2 separate regions of the Mus musculus genome follow, and region 1 is linked to region 2. The links are chromatin contacts, called in public Hi-C maps. All regions are on one chromosome and are shown on one strand. Each heading gives the region's core, a stretch centred on a gene start, on an enhancer-like site or on the middle of the called end of the contact. The rest is flanking DNA. Distances are from core to core; before and after follow the strand shown. Region 1 overlaps 4933427D14Rik (RIKEN cDNA 4933427D14 gene). Region 2 overlaps Pitpnm3 (PITPNM family member 3).

Evidence for each region. A called contact is a pair of places that touch in the nucleus more often than the background predicts.
Region 1: a contact with region 2 is called in a Hi-C map of rod photoreceptor, with 1.7 times the contacts expected there. The contact joins two enhancer-like sites. A contact is called at or near these places in 1 of 15 datasets of contacts at CTCF or cohesin (pro-B cells), 13 of 484 Hi-C or Micro-C datasets (the 63-12 cell line, embryonic fibroblasts, embryonic stem cells and 6 more), 1 of 115 datasets of contacts at active chromatin or transcription factors (epiblast stem cells) and 2 of 9 other capture datasets (adipose tissue and pancreatic islet).

What each region holds. Positions count from the first base shown.
Region 1 is chr11:72,153,764-72,160,904 of GRCm38.p6, forward strand. It overlaps 4933427D14Rik (RIKEN cDNA 4933427D14 gene), which reads right to left. Exons shown (of 19, transcript NM_001361564.1): 17 at 5,637-5,757; 18 at 5,029-5,253; 19 at 166-1,675. The coding sequence ends at 1,558. Among named protein-coding and RNA genes, the nearest start is that of Pitpnm3, 21 kb to the left of the region's middle. Within about 2 kb of position 1,623, at least 47 of the 459 cell types and tissues checked have an H3K27ac peak or open chromatin away from gene starts, as enhancers often do. A contact at or near this core is called in rod photoreceptor, where this site is marked.
Region 2 is chr11:72,083,256-72,090,558 of GRCm38.p6, forward strand. The region is part of intron 4 of Pitpnm3 (PITPNM family member 3); the gene reads right to left. Among named protein-coding and RNA genes, the nearest start is that of Gm46286, 36 kb to the left of the region's middle. Within about 2 kb of position 3,651, at least 96 of the 459 cell types and tissues checked have an H3K27ac peak or open chromatin away from gene starts, as enhancers often do. A contact at or near this core is called in rod photoreceptor, where this site is marked.

The DNA of each region.
Region 1 (7,141 bases), core at 373-2,872, 68 kb after region 2:
AGAGTGACTCCATGACCGTGGCCTATCTTATGACATCAGGCTAGATGGCCCAGATTCTCCCTTCCTGCTCTCATCTATCAATGGGGGTGTGGTGGTGTCTCTCACACAGAGTGCACCCCACATTAAGTTATGCAGGGGACATTTTTAGTACAATACTCTAGTATGTGCTCAATAAATGTTAGGTTTTATTAGCATTCCTTTTTCTCTGAGGTGGCAAATAGTCTACTATGTTCATATCAAATACAAAAGTATTCCCTTCCCAGTGGTTCCTGTAAATTCCATTTCACATTACCTGTGGGAAAAAGGAGATGTAAATTACTTCAAATAGACATGTTCACAATTTAAAATACTGAGTTTATTTTTTTTTAATCAGCACAGTAAAAACCGCAAATGACAAATGAGGACTACCAATGACAAGGGATTCTACCGGTTCAAGTGTACATGTTTAACTCTCCAGACTGAAGACCTATGAGTCCCTTGATGTCCTTTCCGAGGTTATGTAGTATTAAACAGGAAGGTACCTTAGAAACCACCCCAGGAGACCATGTCGAGGCGTCTGTGGTAACAGACTCACATTCGTCCTTGGGTGTCTCTCCCTTTGTTCCTTACCCTTCCTTCACCAAGCCTCCCACAAATAGCTGAGGCAAACGGATCCAGGAAAAGTCTTTTCGGGTGACTGCCTATTTGTACGCACATTCCTTTTCTGTTTCTCAATCCCGAGTCCTGAGGACCTTGCCACCGGGACCTAAGAGCCTTCAAAGGCCACGCAGCATCGTTGGTCCTCAGAAGAGCCCAAAGTCCTCAAGTCACCGGCTTGATTCCCTCCTCCAGATGGGATGCTCCATGGTGCAGACGCTTCTGCTCTCTGGGAGTGAGCTGGCATGGGGAAGGCCTGTCTTCAAATTCTTCTATATTCAGAGAAATGCTTTTTATACTAGCATGTGTCCAAACAGCAATAAGTGACTCTGAGAAACTGAGAACGTGAAACACCCTAGAAAGTGAGAGCCACGGAGCAAGGTGTGCTTGGGCCTGTGTGTTCCGTGTGCCCGTGCGCTGGGCTCCCCACTTCCACTGCCACTGAGCAGAGGCTTAGTGGCACCACCACTCTGCATTCCATGTAGCTTGCCGCCCAGGAAGGCGACACCACCAGTGACAATGTGATGAGCACACTTGCCAACAGGAGCCAGGTGCTGGGACCAGACAGTAACGGCACTTGGATTAGCACTGATCCCTCCACCCCCATGGGTTTAACAGAGGCTGGAATCCCTATGTGAAATATCTTTATCCATTACCTTTCAAAACATTTTGATTTCCAACTGAGTCAGAGGAAAATTATACATTCTGAAATGTTGTACCTTTCTAATTGTCTCATGCTCCTCAGGCGCTAGCAAATGTAACCCACCTTTTTATAACTTCTAGAAGCACTGCTAAGACAAGGAGAGGGTGAGCTCCCTGGCATCCTTCAGTGGGCAGCTGAGGACAGAGATTCCCCCACGGGCTGACAGCGGGTGGCGCTGACTCTCCGGCAGTGATCTGAGGGCCCTGCCTGGACAGCTCTCATGCAGCGGCCTCTAGGAACTCTGAGGTGAACACAGCTTCTGCATAGTCTTCACACACATCCTGCAGTTCTGCAGCCACGGCCCCCAGTGCTTCATCTACCAGCTCATCTGAAAAGCTGGAAGACAAAGGACACAGCTGAAGGCGTGGGCAGCCAAACACAGAGCTGTTCAGTATTCATGAAAACCTAGTCAATCAGCTCAGAAACTGTGTGGAGATCAAAAGCCCGTAAGAGCCAAGATGTTTCTGGAAAAGAAAAAGAAGGGAGGGGGCGGGGGAGGCCTGGCTCTCCCAGATATTAAGATGGTAGCACCTAGAGCCCCAAGCCCTGCAGGATCACCAAAACAGGCAGAATGGACCTCACCCTTGAGATGGCTGAAATCAGAGCTGACTGGAAATGAATAAGCTGGCCACAGTCCAGCCCAGCTCAGAGGAGATGCGTGCTTTCTCTGTAGGAAAGGGCAAGGTCCTCCATATCCCAGAAACCTTGACATAAACATATGCATGTATACACAATACACATCCTTTTTTATTTGAACTGTTAGAAACTATGTTGAAAACCTGGAATCCCTCAAGAACTTCAGTGTGTCCTAGAAAAGACACTGTGTAGACAACTGTAGTAACATTACCGTAAACCATTATCTAATCTTACATACAGACTTTATTCAAACCTTGACATCCATCCAAATAAGGCCCTTAAAACTTTTTAGAATCCAGGATCCAATCCAGGCTATTTAGTTGTCATGTCTCTTAAGATTTCTTTCCTTTAAAATACGTTCCTCAGTCTCTCTTTCAGACCAGAACATTTTTTTGGAGAGTAAAGCTTTTTCCCCTCATTGTCCTCATATCCTGGGTTGTTTAGTATTCTCTTATAATCACTGTCAGCTGCATAGTTCTGGAACAGATGCAGAAGGGGGATGCTGTATCCCCTCAGAGCTTGTCCCTTCACTGGTGACTGCTGAGTTTCGCTACTCAGATATGGTTATGTCTGCCAGGCTTCTTCCCTTATAAATTACTATTTTCCACCTATAACTAATACATAAATCATATGGCGATATTTTCAGACTCACTTGGGGTTTTTAGAGCTTCTTCTGTCTTCGTGGCCTTTGTTACTATGGAGATGACAGCTCTGTCGCTCTGGACACTGTTTCAGAATCCTTCTCTTACTCTCCTTTCCCAAGGCAGAACCTCACATGATTGCCTAGTTGCCCAGTTCACTGTTCATCTTTAATTATGCCTTTACACACACCCTCACACACACACATCACCCACACCCCCACACCCCCACACACATCACCCAACACACCCACACACACACACACATCACCCACCCACACACACACACACACACACAAACACACACACACGCTGTTCCACATTCCAAGCTTCCAGGTTTCCCTTCTATTGTGTCCAACTTGCTATTGTGCCTATCTAATACATTCCTCATTTCAGAAACTATGGTTCCCTGCCTCCCCCACCCACTACCCCCATGGATGTATGTTTGGATTCTGGCGAGCTCCCAGGCCTCTGGCAGAATTCTAGGTTGAGTCTCCTATTTCTACCCAGCAGGCAGCTCCTTGAGTCTATAAAGTTTCACTATTTGGAGCTGCTGTGGATGTGCTGTCTGTTGATTGCTTCTCTGTTGCCTGGCTATTTTCACTATAAAATAGACATTGTTTATGAACATTACAGAAGTAAACAAAGCCTCCTATGATATGATTTCCTCCAGAGAAGATATGTTTGTTTACATATGGGGCCTAGGGAACAACAGTGTCTAGAGTCACCTCAGCAACTGAGAAGATGTGATATTCAGTGGGGTCCCTACGAAGACCCATTTATACCCAGATCACCTGACCTTCCAGAGAATGCAACCTTTCAAGGTTTCAACTGGAAGTGATACAAGGCTTGGGGATGTAGCTCAGCAGCAGAGGGTTGGCCCAGAGTATACAAGGTCCTAGGTTCAATACCAGCACCATAACCAACAAAGTGAAGAAACTTCAGTTTCAGCTATTAACTGTGGGCTCCAGCCTCTGTCTTCTGGTCTCAGGAGGCTGTGGCAGTGCTCTCCTCCAGAGTGAACCATTCAGCACCACACCGTGGGCTGTGCTCTCTTCTCCAGGGTCCTGACCTACTTGTTCTTCATTACCTAGTTAGTATCTTGATACCTTCAAATGTATGCATTTTATTTTTAATCCAGCTTTTCTATTAACAGCTGCCCTCAGGGGAAAAGAGGTCTAAATCACCACACGTGTCATTTCTGGAGGCAGAAGTGACCATCTCGTCCTGTGTTCCCTTCACTCTCTATATATCCCCCACCACTGCTTCTCCACCCAACTTTGAGGGAAACACAAGGGCACGGCTCATTCATTCGCACAGCAGGTGGCAGGCCAGGGGTTTCCTTTCTTCACCCTGCCTCAAAGCAACATGGCTCCTAAAGCCCCCTGTCTTCCCCTTTCTGTCTGGACTGGCTACTACCTATGCTCACTGGTAATGTCCCGGGAAATGTTTTTTGCCATTTTTCTGAATATCCCACGTTGGAATCTAGGTTCCCTGAAGTCCTAAGTTTTCATTCTTAGTGTACGTCTTGCCTGGCAAGCACATGGCCTCCAATAACTTAAGAAGAAACAGTGTAGGATAGTGAAAGCTCAGAAATATATAAAACAAGAGGCATATTTAAAACTTAAGAAAAAAATATAAGCAATCTCCTACTTTGCTCACTGATGAAAAGCGCCTTGCACTTTGTACTAAAGTGGAACTCAGAGCAGGGGCCCGGGGTGCAGGGAATGAATAAGAGCAGTGCAGTCAGAGCTTGCCAGTGGGTCTCAGTCTCGAGGATTCATATGGCTGTTTCCTGCCCAGCAAACCGTGTGCTCTCTGATAGAGTACAATCCTCACCATCAGCATCAACAAATTAGCCCCAACTTAAATATCTGTATTCATTCACTGAAGCCCTAACTCCCAATGTGATGGCCTGAGCCTAGAAGGAAATGAAGTTCAAATGAGGTCACAAGGGTGGACTCTTCATCATGGGAATGGTGCCTCAAGAGGAGGAGAGAGGGGACCTCTGTCACTAGAGGACAGAGCAAGAAGACAGCTGTCAGCCAGCCAGGAAGGGGACACTCACCAGACACTCCCATCTTAGATAGTTCCCAGCCTCTAGACTGTGAAAAATACAGTCTTGTTGTTTTTAGTCCCTGAGTCTACAGTGTTTTAGGGCACCCTGAGCTCAGCCTGACAGTTGGCCCAAGAGAAGGAGACTGAAGGGCACTCCACTCCTCCAGTGGCAAAGAGCATGATGTTTTCATAGCTTCCTGCATCTAAAGAGCAGTTCACAGAGGAGGTAGCCCACAAGCCACTGGAGCCTCAGACCCTAAAGCAAAGACTAAGGCCTTGGCTGATCCTTTCTCCAGCTCCTCTTCAAGTAAAATTTAGTCCTTTCCCTGTAAACAGACGCACAGAAATTTTACTGACCTTTCAGCTATTAGCCATGGGTTGAAGGAGCCTATAGCCTCATGAGCTATGATCCGTAGGAATTGCTCAAACCGGCTACAGTAAGCACCAATGCTGTGCCGCATCCTGGGTGGGACTGAGAGGGGAGTTTGCCCTTTTCTCTGATGCAGGTCTTCTCTGGAGAGGGGCAGGGGAGCCTCCCTTTTCTCCGATCCCTCCTCTGTTGTTACACTTTCATCCAGTGAGCTGAGAACACAGAGGATGAAGGGATTCAAACGGAAGCAAATGGTTTGTCTAAACAAAACTCAGCTCCTACCATCACTGCCCACTGCTCTTGCACCATAATAATCTTCCAAACTGCAAGGATTCTCGAGCTATAGATGAAATAAAACTCATACAAAGTGTCAGCCAACTCGTATATACCAGCTAAATGATGCCAAGTGCTGGAGGCTTCCTTACAATGCAAGTGTTTGATGCCCACCACGGAACCACTGTTTTATTGACCCACCACAGATTTTACAAGACCTTGCTCAAAACAACTTCAGTCATGCAGAAACTAAAGGAATGCAGAATTTAACTACACCCAATGCCACCAACCAGCAAAATCACGCAGTGTCCCTGCCACTCACTTGGCATTGCAGGGCCTTTCTAACAAGATGTTCACAGCAGGGCACTTTTGAGTTGCTGTCTTGGTGATCTTGATTGGGTGGGAAGCCAAAGGTCCTTCACTTACAGCTGGGGTGTTCTGGTCTAGAAATAGAAAGGACAGGCATAAAATGACTGTCAAGAAAAACTGTGTCCTTCTTAGAGTATGGTAGTAGTTAGTGAGCTGTGAGGAAGTCACAGGCATTTTGCTTACACATTAAGACACAAAAAGTGGGGCAGAGGGGCTTCAGAGAAACAAAACCCCTGCAGAGTCAGTCTTGAGAAAAGAGAACTGCTCCCAGCTCTATGGGAAACTCCTTGCCTGGTCCACGCAAGGCCCTAGGAGACACCTATTTTACTGGTACCCAGCGGCCAGTACAGAATTCTGAAGCCATTAAGTTTGTTTTTTAACCTTTAAATGCTTTGATTACTCTAGAAAGAGAAAGCCATTCAGACTTGAACACCTAATTAGGTGATCTAACTTGTCTCTGGACATTGTGCAAAAAATCTGCATAAGAGTCAAAACACCAATATATTAACTACAACATGCAGGCAGGCCTGAGAGCTGTCGTGAGTTTGGGGTGATTTCTAGTTTTGAATGTGTTTCAAGTGGAAGGAAAAGAACCTGTTACCCAGGTAAAGCTGATCTAGCAGCACAGCGCCTGGGGCAGGTCCATGCTTGGGATCACACACTTTCAGGAAATCACTGCCAAGGGCAGCCTTTGGAACAGTGTTACCGATCCTGAGTACAGTCACTTTTCAGTTATTCCCAGAGGTGAGAGAAATGGATTAGACACCACATAACCCTAAGGCCAGTGTAGGTTTGGTTCTGTGATGTACCTGAGGCAACAAGCATGGGGCTCAGATTCCTGCTTTGGTCTTGTGATGCTGGAATCACAAGCATCCAATACTCACTTCAGTTTTAGTGTTCTAAAAAGCTCCTTTGTATATAAAAAACCAATTATGTGTACGTCTCTGTGTGGGTATGTGCACAGGAGTGCAGTTCCTGTAAACACTACAACAGGGTGCTGGACGCCCTGAAACTGCACTTACAAGCAGTTGAGAGCTGCCTGATGTGAGTGCTGGGAATCAAACTCCAGTCCTTGGCAAGAGTAATATGGTCTCTTAGCTGCTAAGCAATCTCTCCAGACTCTAAAGACCTCCTCTTAAATGTTAATGTAGCCTCTACATAGAGACCTATATAGCAACTAATAATTAAAAGTTGTCCTCCTGAAAGGAAAAGACACTTAAGCCCCCTCCTAAAATTGTCATTCACAGTATGCAACCTTTGTGGCCAAACCATCAGTAAAACACATCCCTTTCCTCTGTCTCCAATTCAAAAAGAAATGCTAAAATATCCACTGTCTGACTATACAATCATTAGAAGGGTCCTTGCAAAGTAAGCAGGTTGTCAGCAAGACTGACTGTCAAACTCTCTAGGTCTCCGTGAACCTGGGGCTTAGCTGGGAAAGTTAAGGTAGCTTGACAA
Region 2 (7,303 bases), core at 2,401-4,900:
GAACACAGGTCCTTTCATCTGTGTCTCGAGTGCCCAGTCATCACCTTGTGTCTAGCACAATCTTCATGTTTTTTCTGAACGCCTCACAGAGACAACCGAGACTCAGAAGGGTTAAGGGACCCTTTCTCCAGATGGAAATGGAAGGCTTGAATGTAGACTGTCCCCCATTGGCTTGTGTTTGTCTCCAGCTGGTGGTATTGTTTTGGGGAGGTTATTGACCTGGAGTGTAGGTGGCCGATATCAACCTCTAAGGTCAAGGCCTTCCTGGCCAGGCCTTCTACTACATTAACTGAAACTGAGTCAAACAACAACAACAACAACAAAGCCATTTTCTCCTGTAAGTTCCTGACAGATATTTGTACCGGTAATGAGGAAAGGTAACTGATACACACAAGGATTTGAACCCAGGCCGCAGGTCAGGCCTGGAATCGTTCCATCTAAAATGAGGAAGTGACTAGAAAGGAATGATCTCTTCAGTTTTCAAATGCCTCCAACTCCACGGTCCTGTCCTCTCACAAAGAAACAGGCTGTGAGGGAAGGCAGGCAGACCCTGTCATTGGGTACAGGAGCTTGCTGGGACAATAGGGTCTGACTAGTCCCAGTTTAGTCATCTTGGGCTTGCCTACCCAGAAGTTCACACTCTCACAATGGAATGCAGCCACCTCATCCAGCCCAAACCCCCCTCAGTCATCCTTTCCAATCTCAGTGGCTCCCAGCCTAGGGACAGGAAATGACTCTCACACACAAAGAGGCGCTAAAGTCTACCCATGAGATCACCCATAATCCCTTGCTTGTGTTTCTCGGTTAAGCCACTATCAACACCCTGTGGGAAAACAGGTTTTCTTTATTCCTTGTTGTGAGAGTAAAAATCAATACAAGCTCTCTGGAGGGCCATCTGGTAGTGCCATTAAAAATACCAAGCACCCATGACCCAGCCAGGCCAAGTCCATGTGACGGACATGCTGCATGTACCCCATCAACCACAGCTATGCTGTTTACAATACTGAATGGTGAGAGGCAACTTACAGGGGACAGGCTAAATAAAGTGCATCACAGAGATCTTGCACACACTCAAGGCCAAGATCAATGAACCTGAGTGTTGTAGATGTTCAGAGACAGGAAGAGAATCGTGGTATATTATCCACAGAAGGCAAGGGGGAAAACGCACACGGCGCGCTCCCATCTGTGTGGGGTATATATAAAAATATATATGGAAGTGAATATTTATGGATATGTTCATGTTTGCAGAGTCTGGAGTGGGACATGAGACGCTCGTCATCCTCTCCACGTCTGGGAAGAAGAGCTGGGTGAGCTGAGCCGGGCATGGAGCGGGAAGAGGGAGGTACGTGCGTCATCGTTCATGCCTTTTGAGACTTTTACCTTGTTCATGCACGGCCTACTCAAAAAAACCAGATCAAAACTAAGACTATTTTCAAAGTGCGTGTAACAAGGTGATTTTTTTTTGTCTTTTCTGAGATCTGACTTTATATTTTCTGCCTGCTCCAACTCCTTGCCTCTAGGTTTGTGGCAAAGCTCCCTGGCTCTTGTTTTTCCTTTGTTACCAGGAAAAGAGGATTTGAAGACACAAGAGATGCTTTCAAGTTGAAAAAAAAAATGAAAGGCTCCCACCTCACCACTCCAGTTGAGGGGAGGACAGAGGCTGAACCCTTCACAATCCCATGAAGGAGGGGAACTCACAAGACCTAGCTACCCTTGAGACCCAGGAATCCACTGGGAGCTATAGGGGGAGACAAGTGGGAGACGAGGAATTGGGTTAAAGGTCACTCTACAATCCAGTGTGAGCACAGGATCCTGCCTATATGTGTGCAGCACAGGGTTCCACACACCAACCTGTGTGGGGTAATATGTAGAGCCTCAGGGACATTGACAGAAAACTTAGGGAAGGAGACGGCTGTGCACTCACAGAGAGGGGTCCTTCATCTGCTCAGCCAAGTGGAAACCCAAGGTCAAAGTCACACTGATTTTCAGGAAAACAGAGTGTGGTTCCTTGCATCAAGTCAGGGGTCTGCGCTGAGTGGTCTCCATTGGCCCCTCCCACCGACTACATAGCCTTGGCCCTGTCTCTGGAAAGGCGGAGGCTCCATGGTAAAAGTTAAGCCATGGGAGACACTATAGGAGAACTGGGAAGAGGAGGGATCCCCCTGTGCCATGCACTCTATGAAGCTATGAAGCTCCAGCTATGGATGCCATTTTGGTCAGCTGGGCATCAGGTCCCTTTGCAAGGCTCTCCTCCTGCCATGTAGTTTAGGAGCCTTCCCTCTGCTGGACCTCTGACTGAGTCCCAGGCTACATTCTATAGCTGTGAGCTCACCATATCCTCCAGGGCAACCTTTGACTTTGCACTTCTTTGACAACCACAGTCTGTCCACAGTCTCCACTCTACCTACCTCTACCCTTGTTTCCTCTTTCCTTCCAAACTCAGCCATTTCTGCCTTTCTGTTGGCAAACATTCCCCCTTCCCCTCTCACCATGGAGCCCTTGCATCTCTGCTTCCTAGGTCTGGACATTTTTATACTGCACATGTAACACAAATTTCTTACAGAAACATCCATGTTCCTTCCTCCTTGAGGTGGGAATGTCCCATCCACTCATCCTTACACATACACACAAACACACACAGACACACACACATACACACACACACTCACACTCACACACACACACACACACAAAGCAGCATAGCTCTCTTTCCTGGGACAAATCCTTACAATTGTTTTTAATTTTTAAAAAAATTTTGTTTTATGTGTGTAAGTATTCAGCCTGCATGTGTGTCAGTGTGCTACTGCATGCCTGGTGCCTGTGGAGGCCAGAAGAGGGTTCTGGATGCCTTGGAACTAGAGTTAGAGATGGTTGTTAGCTGCCATATGGGTTCTGAAAATTGAACCTGGGTCCTCTGGAAGAAAAGCCAGTCCTCTTAACTGCTAAGCCAACTCTGTAGCCCAAAAATGCTTTCAATTTGTGTGTGTGTGTGTGTATGTGTGTGTGTGTGCTCACATGAGTGCATGCACACACACACATGTCCAAGCAGACAAATATCAGCACTCATGCCCCATGGCACACATATGGAGAACAGAAGACAACTTGTGGGAACTGATTCTCTCCTACAGTGTACGTTCCAGGGATAAAATTTAGGTTGTCAGCCTTGGCAGCAAGCACCATTATCTGCTGAGCCATCTCTTCAACCCACAATTGTAATTTTTTAGTTATTTGAGGACTCTCTCCTCCAGCTCCCAGACTGTAAAACCCTTAGGAGATAGACTGTGTTCATTTGGCTCTGCTCTGTTTTATCCCCAGAGACTACCACAGCCCTGGATAATAAAGGTATTCATTAAATATTCTTCAACAAACAAGCCAACAGACTAATGATTTGCTCCCATTCTGCACCACAAGCATCAGAACTGCACCCAGCCACTACACAGCAGAGACGCTGTGCAGGGAGAACTGCATCTGCTCTCATGGCACATGCTAGCCAGTGCACACTAGTGCACACAACCATGGAGGTAGGGGGAGCGAATGCACACAGGAGCACAAAGAAAGGAAGCATGCCAGGCCCAAACATACGCACACACGCAAGAAAAAGTGCTCCCAAGGCGGACGTCTGCCACCCTGAGCTCATTAAAGCCGGCTAAATATAGCCTGTCTGCAGCTGTGCTCAGCAAGCTGCCCACACAGGCCAGGAAAAGATACCAGTTACCAGGCGGAGGAGGGGAAGGCCAGCTGTGGGAAAGGGGCTTTGAACACCGTGCCGGGAGGGGGAGTCATCCCAAATGGACTATGAACTGAGGGCTTATTGGGAAGGAGGCCTAGGCAATGGGGTACGGCATCAACCTTGTCCAGTGGGGAGGGTGATGTCCGCTGCCCTCAACACCTGAACTGAGGATCCAAGTTCAGACTAGAGCCAGGGCCTGGAGCCTGGACTCGGGCCCTGGATATGTCAGGCTCTGCCCAAAGCTAGGGTATCAGTGGAGACGCAGGGTCGGTCTGGGGTAAGAAAACTGGAGCTTAGCATTAGTTACTGCCAGATTCTGGTCCATGAACTAGAGGAGGTTAGAGGAAGCACTGCACTCTGATCTGAAAGCATGGCTATTCCACCGTACTGTCCCTTAGGGAGGCCAGCATGTGTCAAGTTCCTGTTGTAAGCCATGTGGGCTCCACCCGAGCCTGAGGGACACAGTAGGTAAAGGTAAGAGGGACACTCTTTCCATGCAGAGGAAGCTCCAGATATTCTTACGTGTCCCTTTCCTATGAACAGTCTGGACCCAAAGGGATTGAGGGTGGGGTTGTGGGGTTAGGGGTTGATGGCTGGTCATGAGACTTCCTTCAGAAAGTAGCTGTGCAACAGGACAGACAGAGCACTTCTCCAGGTACCTGGGGCACCTGAGAAGGAGAAGCTGCAGGAAAGGAGAGAACTTGGATCCAAATTGGCCAGGCACGGGTAACCTCTGAGGTTATCGGAGCAGAGCTGGCAGAATGGCTGCCTTCCTCAGAAGTCATCAGCTCCTGTCCATCTTTGTTTTTACCTTGTGACCCTGAAATCATGGTGTCAGCCCTTCCACACTCGAGATTTAATGGGTATCAGAGAGCAAAGCCTAGGCAATTTCCACCACACCAAACAGCTACTGAGCCAGAGGGACAGGGGAGGCCTTTGGGGGCACTTGCGTGGGGTGTGAATAGAGACAGTGGACTCCCCACCCTATAGACAATGCAAGAAGCCCATGGCAAGGACAGGACCACTCTCTACACGTAGCATGACATCCAGTCTCTGCAGCCATGGAGGGGGAAGTGAGGGGAGAGTCCCCAGGGACCTGCGTCCTTCCTACTGTTTGCTAAGGAGGTTGCTTCTGCCCTTCCACTGGGATGCTGGGATGGGTGGGATCTCAAGCCTCTCCACTGTCCCGTGAGAAGCTCGAGCTACCGGAGATCATTCTCTAGAAAGGACAGGGGCTTGCATGCACACACACAGTTAACATCCAAACTGACTCAGCAGAGACACACAGATGAAAGGAGACAGGGGACAGGGAGCACTAGGCAGCGAGTGAGCGAGTGAAACAGGCAGGGTTAGAAGGGCAAGATTTCCTACAAAGACCTCCCTGTCACTCCTAAGGACAGGAGTGGGAGACACTGGAGCCATGGAGGCCAGCATGGGCAGCGTAGTCAAAAGAAGGATTGGCTTCCGATAGATGAGAGAGAGAAGAGGAGGCTAACCTGAGTTCTGCTGGAGGCAATGAACTGCCCTGGGGGCCAATTTGGCAAGGTGGTGGTGGTGGTGGTGGTGGTGGTGATAGTGGTGAAAATGGTGGGGGTGATGTCTGGAAGGAGCCCAGGTTTGGACTTTGGGTTTGTGGAGAACAATACTCTTCTCTCTGAAGGGGAGAATAGTGCAGTGAGCTTTGGTCTCTTAGGACCTGCAGGACCAGAGGAAGGCTCACTCAGGCACATGGGAAGTATCTGAAAATGTCCCTGTTATCACCAAGCAATGAAAGGCAGAAACACAAAGAGATACGGACAAAGGAAACCAGAGAACAAAGAGGCAGCAGCAGAAACACCTAGAATAACAGACCCACAGGGACTCCATGTGCCAACAGAAGAAAGGGCTGGGCCCCAGTCCTGGTCATGATTTGCAAGGCAAGCTGGAAGAAACGGCCCAGGCCCCCTGCTCCCCAATTCAAGCCCCTTCCCTGTCCTCACACCTGGCCATTCCCCCAGTTTCTTCCCACCTTGTTCTAAATAGCACAAGTGGTCTTGGGATTCCAGGCCGTCTGTCCGGTAGCAGACAAATGTAGGACTCTGTAGAAGCCACCAAGGATCAGGGAGTCCTGAGCACACAAGTCCCAGAGCTGCTAGACATAGGCTGAGTAACCTCCCACCACCCATTAGTTAGCATTTTATCATTGTAACCAAATGTCAAAGAGAAACAGTGTCAAGGTGTAAGGGTTTATTGGGGCTCAGGTATTTTTGTGGTGTGGTAAAAGATGGCAGAAAAATGTGAAGTCACAAAGTTGTTCACCTCAAGGTACCCAGGAAGCAGAGGCAGGACAAGGAGCTAGAGACAAGATATAATCCCCAAGAAAATGACTCCAGTAATTGCTGCCACCTTCCAGTGGTGACATCAAATTATGAATCTATCAGTTCTTAGTGGTTGGACCCTCCAGTTGAAGACCAAGCCTTCTTCTTGTGATCCCAGGGCCAGGGGTGGGCAGGGCAGGAGGTACCTCATATCTCAACCATAACGGGAGAAACACTGTTTCCATGATGGTAGCAGAGAGTCAGTGTAATGGAGCTCCAAGAGATGCATGCTCACATCTGGCCCAGAGGTTCCAGCTGTGAAGCCTTATGCAAATGCAAGGTATGAGACCCTTTCTGTGCATCTGTTATCCAGCCTCTGACACCCTCAGCTGACCCAGAAAGCAGGGAGTTTGGCCATCTTTCCGAATATAACACATAGACCTTCTTTCTCCCTTTAAAGCCCAGACATCACAGCGCCACTCCCTGGTGGCAGGGATCCGATTCCTCACCCAGAGTAATATCTTATTTTCAGAGCTTTAAAATACCCAGTGGAAAAGCGCGTTCTAAATGTAAGCCGTGGATATTGCCTTCTTAAATTCAGGTCACTAACGTTTATTTTGCCCATTTAGGATTTAAAAATAAACAAACACATTACCACCAATTACCACCACCACTTCATAGAAGAAAAATGATTTTAATGTCTGAAATTGTAGGCAGGACATAATTATAGAGTTATGTGAAAAGCATTACTCTCAGTTAAAGACTTTTGCCATCATAGAAAAGGAGGTTACAGTGTAAGTTTTCCTCCCTGCCAAACATACTGGGTTTCAACTTGGGTAGCATCAGCCCAGACAGCCACCAAGACACACATTTTATGGCTCTAAAATTCTTCTTAACATCAACTGATATTTTTTTCCTTCATAAAAAAAATCCTCAAGGAGCAGGATACAATAACAGCCTTCAGCAATATAATTTTGACCAAAATCTATAACCGCAAAATAAAAAAAAGACTTTGCTGCTATTGAAATGCAATTTTTTCCCAGGGAGGCTCCGGAGACACTAAGCATTCTGTCAATTCAATTGTGTGTGTGGGGACTGTGGGGAAGGGAGCTGTGACCTGCCTCTTGGTGACAAAGCCTGCTTCAGATGGCTTGTTTTCACCTTCAAGTTACTGCTAAAGGCTCAGCAGCAGCAGCAGCAGTCATAATGGTACATGCCTGTACTCCTGGCACTTAGGAAGCTGAGACAGAGAGATTGCCAAAAGTTTGAGGTCAGC